Regions from separate parts of the Mus musculus genome. Here region 1 is linked to region 2. A link is a contact called in public HiChIP or PLAC-seq data. All regions are on one chromosome and are shown on one strand. Each heading gives the region's core, a stretch centred on a gene start, on an enhancer-like site or on the middle of the called end of the contact. The rest is flanking DNA. Distances are from core to core; before and after follow the strand shown.

Region 1 (2,919 bases), core at 317-2,816, 73 kb before region 2:
CAGACATTTGATACACACGCATGCATGTCTCTCTACATCGGCAGTGGTAGGAATGAAACTCAGCCTACATAATATATAGGCATTTGATACACACACACATGTATGCCTCTCCATTACAGCAGTGGTGGGAATTAAACTTGGCCTACATGGTTTATTTTCATAATACCAGAATGTTTCATTTGGCTGACTATCCTGGTCTCTATTTTGTGATGTGCTTTCTTTTCTTTTGTGTTTTCTTTTACCTCTATGTCAGCAGTTCTCAACCTTCCTAATGCTGCAACACTTTGATACAGTTAGTTCCTCATGCTGTAGTGACCCAACCATAACATTATTTTTGTTGCAACTTCATAACCTACTGTTATGAACTGTAATGTGAACACGGTTTCCAATGGCCTTAGGCGACCCATGCTACTTACACCATCTTTTGGAACTACAAAGCTTGCTGGTATCAAAATAACTGTTAAGTATAAAGAAGCTAGCATCCCCATTTTGGCTTGAAATGAAGCGAGAGTATTTATATGAGTGTTTAAGATTAAGACGTCTTCTGCAAAGCATTCAAAAGAATAACTTCTGCCAAATATTTGGGCATATCATGAATACATGCCTTCAAATTTGTATAAAGTATACTGCAGTGTTTTCAGTACTCTATAAACAATCAACGTTCTTGTCCATGCACCTTGGCTGAGTTTCTTGAACTGGGGCTTCCCAGTTCAAGTTAACAATAATGCCCAGTGTCAATTTAAGCTGATAATATTCTGATTTTGGTTGTAAATATGATCCTGAAAATCTCCTACGGGAGGTAAATTTCTGAGGGCAAATGTAGCAGGCAAACCTAGGGACGGCAAAACACACTCCTAAAATCCTGGCACCCCGTCCTTTCTCTTAATTTAATCGCAACCACCTTCCCCGTATCCAGCATTTCCACAGCTTCAGAATATTGCAAAAAACTACTTATTAGAACCGGGTGAGGAATACTGAAGTAATTCCCGGTAGTGCTGTCAACTCTTCACTCCTTTCGCTCCAGTTCCTGAGTTTACTGCACCTGGCACACAGTTTAACTCTTCGGAGCTCGCGGTCCAGAAACCACCTACTGCCTGCGGGCCAGGTAGGCGTTCTATGTGCCCAGAGACGCTCACGGGAGCCACCAAATGCCGGGGCTGAGGAAGCGCCCGGTGACACCAGATCTCATTTAAGGTCTGTTCGCTTCAAGAACGCCCCGGAAAGACTCGGGGGTCTGTGGCTTTCCCCTGCGTGTGTTAGCACAGCCCGGTCCGCCAAGCCGCCGCCGAGCTGGACAGAGGCCGCAGCCCGCCCGCTCGCCTGGGGGCCGCCATGCCGACTCACCGCTCGCTCGCGCTCCGCCCGCGCCGCCCGCCGCGACCGCGCCGGCTCGCGCCTCCCCGCTCCAGCCGCCGCGAACCGCCTCTACGCCGCGGCTCGGGAAGGGCTTCACCGCTCCGCGCCCTCCTGACCCAGCTCGATAGGGACACCAACGACACACCGCCGACTCCACAGAGCGGTGGGAAACCGGTCGGGATCTCCTCGGCGTTCGGCTGACGTCACTGCGGAGGGACGGCGGCGGTGCAGCGAGTCCTCTGCGCACGCGCGGCCGCACTTCGGTTGCTGGCGGGGGGCGGGGGGCGGGGGGCGGGGGGCGGGGTGGGGACTGAGGTCGTTGGTCATCACTGCGCCTTTGTTAGAAAATGCCTTGCTGAGGTGACTGTGTGCACTGGCGGTTTCATTTGAATGTGAATGCTAAATACAAACAATTCTGAGAGCTTTCCGAAAATGATGTGGTTCAACTGGTGGAAAATCTGGTAGTGTACTATGGAAAAAGTCTGTTTATCTCCCAAAGTATGTTGCATCTCAAGAGAAGTCAAGGCATGAGTTAGGGAAGGACTAAAATACTTGTTCACTGTAGACAGCTGCCAAAATTTGTTCCCAACCAAGCCCTTAAAGCTATTTATAAAACTTTTTATCAGAAGGATGTATGTATGCATTATACAGAAACTTGGAAATATTTTATAGTTATTGCACATTGTACTGGGAGAACTGGGACATTGCTACTTGTGGGTGTCTGTCATGCTCTCTATCCAGTATGAAAAGAAGCTTTGATGAGGGGTGAAAGTTAAACTTCTTTATTTTTAGATTAAAATTCTTTTTAATTTAAAAAGGCATCAGGTTTTAAATACATTAAGAATTGAACTCATATTTTGACCCCATCTCCGAAAATTGTCATTTCTGTTGTTATCTGGTTATTATGTCGTGTATGTATAAAATCAATAAATTGTTCAGGAGTATATATCTGACCATTATGTTACAAAGCAACAGAAATACATAAAATCAAATGAGATGTGCAAATATGCATATATGTATCTCAAACACATGACTTAATAAGGTTTTTTTGATTCAATAGTAAGCTGTAGACAGATAGAGATGCACATTAAAAAAAATTTTTACCATGATCAGGATCCACTACATTGCCTTGCATATAACAGTAGATACTGTATAAGTGGCTTGGTCACTTTCCAAGCAATTATTTCTATTTAGATGTCTTTGCCCAATATGAAAATAATGAATGTGGGTGGGAGATTGTTCATTTTTCTTTCCCCAGCAACTATTTAATGCCTGCATCTTGGCAAGAGCTGCACTTACCTGCAAACATCATGATGTCATTTTCCTTTATCCTGTGGTGTATCTGTGCCACATTTGCATTGCCCGTCCATCACTCGAAGGGCATTTAGGTGGTTCCCCCTCGCTAGCTATGGTGAACAGAGCAGCAATGGACACTGCTAAGCAAGCATCTGTAGGAGGATGTCCTTTGGGCATATGCAGAGGAGTGGATCTGAGTCATGGTAGATTTACTTTTAGCTTTTTGAGCAATATTGAGCATGCATGGTTTCTTATATATGGTCCCCA
Region 2 (2,700 bases), core at 172-2,671:
AGAAAAGTGACAAGGAAATGCGTGTGAGTGTGCTAAAGCTAAAATTCATTTGTTTTCAAGAATTCTCTCTAAGATTCAGCTGTACTCACCGGGAGGGAGGAGGCAATGCCAAACAGGCAAAAGCAAATCACTGCCAATCTCATGGTCGTAGTTAGTCCTGCAACATATTTTATGAGGCACAGTTGATGTCTTGTCAGGTTCAAACACACTCTTGGCACCACTAGATCACCACCAAGTCACCAATAATTTATGGAATCTTTCTACATCTCAGAGAAAATTTCAGTGAGTCAATATTTGTGTGCCTTTTCTACCTCTCCACCTCTCATCCTTAGCAAGGAAAAGGGCAATTTCACAACTCTATTCATCCAAACTTTACGTCTGGAGTCTCAGAGCTTATGCCCCCACTATCTGATGTCTCTAGAGCTCCACACCAAGATTTGTTTCACAGTAATCGAGTAATTAAAGCAACGAACTACCATGAGAGTACTTTCTGCAAGGAAGAAAAAGAGAAAATAGAATGATAAAAGAAAATTGCTTTTTCCATTTGCATTTCAAATGTGATTTTAACTTACATTATACAAAGCTGAAAGAAACAAAGATATCTTTGAATTTGAGTAAGATGTTCTATTTGGACTAATAATAATAATAATAACAACAACAATAATAATAATAATAAAAATAAAACACTGAGAGCAGGCAACAGCTTTTCTGTGCATGTTGATGAGTCTGTGTTATCACACAGGGACCTTAGTGAAAACTGTAAAAGCCAAGTGCAGAAGCGAGAAATTAAGGAAGGTTCTCTTTTGAAGTGAGACAGTTTTCTAAAAATAACTGTATCTGGTTTATATTAATATAGAGGATCCTCCTTTACTGGTCTCCACAGTCATCCAGCCACTTTAAAATGATGCAGACATTTGTTCCAAAGATACATAGAACTTTACAATGTGTGTGTGACAGGAGAGAGAGGGAGAGAGGGAGAGAGGGAGAGAGAGAGAGAGGAGGGAGAGAGAGAGGAAGAGAGAGGAGGGAGAGAGAGAGGAGGGAGAGAGGGAGAGAGAGGAAGAGAGAGAGGGAGAGAAAGAGAGAAAGAGAGAGAGAGATTACTAGCAGATCTCTCTCTCTCCTTTAGAGGACCAACTAGATTTATTTTAACTTCTACATCCAACTGGCTTTGAAAATACCGGGAAACCTGCAATGTACCTGACCAGCTTATTCAAAAAGACCAGAACAGCACGAGTCTGACTAACAAATACGACTGTTGAAAGAATGTTCTCTGGACTCACCCTCAGAATTCAGCCAGGAGAACTGCAGCCTCATGGGCCACTGCAGGCTTACCTTGGCTGGTTTCCTCCGAGAATGCCTGCCGCAGAAGACTGCAAACCCAAGCAAGGATGCTTCTTCAGTGTGAGCTGCTGGTGGCTCAGACCTCCCAGAATTTAAATGCTGGTCCAGACAGTCTCCACCAATCAGGAGGTGGAGTGATGTGTCATGAGGTTTTTGCCACTACCCGGCCCACCTGCTCCTACACTTCCTCCTCTGGTTTTGTGGTTAAAAAAAAAAAAAAGGAAGAAAAGGAAACACACACAAAGCATTACTGATGAACGATGTCATTAACTACCCTTTTCATTTATAGACTGCATTTAGAATCCCGGAAGAGCATCAGGGATCCATAAGGAAAGGAAGAGTAGATCACCCTCACAGAGACTTTGTTTATAGTTACTGAATTAGTAGAAAAACATCAATGGGGATGAAAGGTATGGATTCTCCTATCTAAGTTACAGATAAAGGCCACATGGATACACAATTTGATTCTCTCAGACTTACTTAAATCTAGAAAACTGCTGTCTCGGCAGAACTTTCAGACCCTCCCTTTTGCCTTTGTATTCGGTAGCTTAGGTTGGCCGGGCCACAGTGGCTCTGTTTTGTACTCCGGAAGATCACCATGAATTTGAGGCTAGCCTCGGCTCCATACTGTGTTCCAGGTCAGTTGGGGCAACAGAAAGTGAGACCCTCTCACAAAAGAAACAAAACCTCACAACAAAACGAAACAAAGTAACAACTCAGTTTTGACACTTGAGCTATGCAGCCGCTTGCTCTTTGTGCAAACCACACAGTGACCCTGAATTCCTCTCCTGCCTCCACTGACCTTTAGAGACGTGAACCTCGTGAACCTTGTTGCTCTGTTGGAGCAGCTGGGAGTGATGGTTCTGATGCTATCTAAACTATAATGGCCATATAGAGCAGAAGAGGTGGTTACTCCAGATAGAGCCCGCCTAAGCAAGCAGTTTGTGAGACTGGAATGCTTGCTGGGTGGGGAAGCTGCAGGAGCCAGACTGCCTTTCAGTCCTTCTGTAAGCAGTGCCAGGTGTGACCTTGGGCAAGTCACTTAGTCTATCTACAGGACAATGGATTAGTGTAAGTGCAGTTGATAGCACTTCACATTTTGCAATGCTCCTTCCCCCACATGTTAAAGAACGTGTATATTTTAACTATTACAGAAATCTTCAGCAGAGGCAAGGAGCTGAAATTTGTAATGCCTTTGAATTGATCTTTAAGCTGTACACGTTAAAGGGTTCTCTGAATATTTTTTTAAAGACACAGCTTATATTTCTGAATTATCTTTTTTGAGTTTTATTTCCTGGAATATATAAGGTTGGCTACTTAAAAAGATTTTAAAATTTGTATTAACAAAACGTTACT

What was found. HiChIP or PLAC-seq counts read pairs in DNA pulled down with a chosen protein or histone mark.
Region 1: a contact with region 2 is called in an H3K27ac HiChIP or PLAC-seq map of embryonic stem cells, with 6 read pairs. The contact joins the promoter of Thoc2l here to the promoter of Spp1 in region 2. A contact is called at or near these places in 3 of 39 promoter capture datasets (the HPC-7 cell line, epiblast stem cells and macrophages), 3 of 484 Hi-C or Micro-C datasets (LSK cells and embryonic stem cells), 6 of 115 datasets of contacts at active chromatin or transcription factors (the SCID.adh cell line, embryonic stem cells and microglia) and 4 of 9 other capture datasets (adipose tissue, liver, macrophages and 1 more).

What each region holds. Positions count from the first base shown.
Region 1 is chr5:104,506,997-104,509,915 of GRCm38.p6, reverse strand. It overlaps Thoc2l (THO complex subunit 2-like), which reads right to left and starts at 1,566. Exons shown (of 8, transcript NM_001166581.2): 1 at 1,345-1,566.
Region 2 is chr5:104,433,832-104,436,531 of GRCm38.p6, reverse strand. Spp1 (secreted phosphoprotein 1) reads right to left here and starts at 1,421. Exons shown (of 7, transcript NM_009263.3): 1 at 1,336-1,421; 2 at 90-157. The coding sequence starts at 143. RefSeq lists enhancers at 534-570, 320-639, 1,451-1,497, 2,115-2,123, 2,128-2,155 and promoters at 1,335-2,325, 1,376-2,700, 1,399-2,700.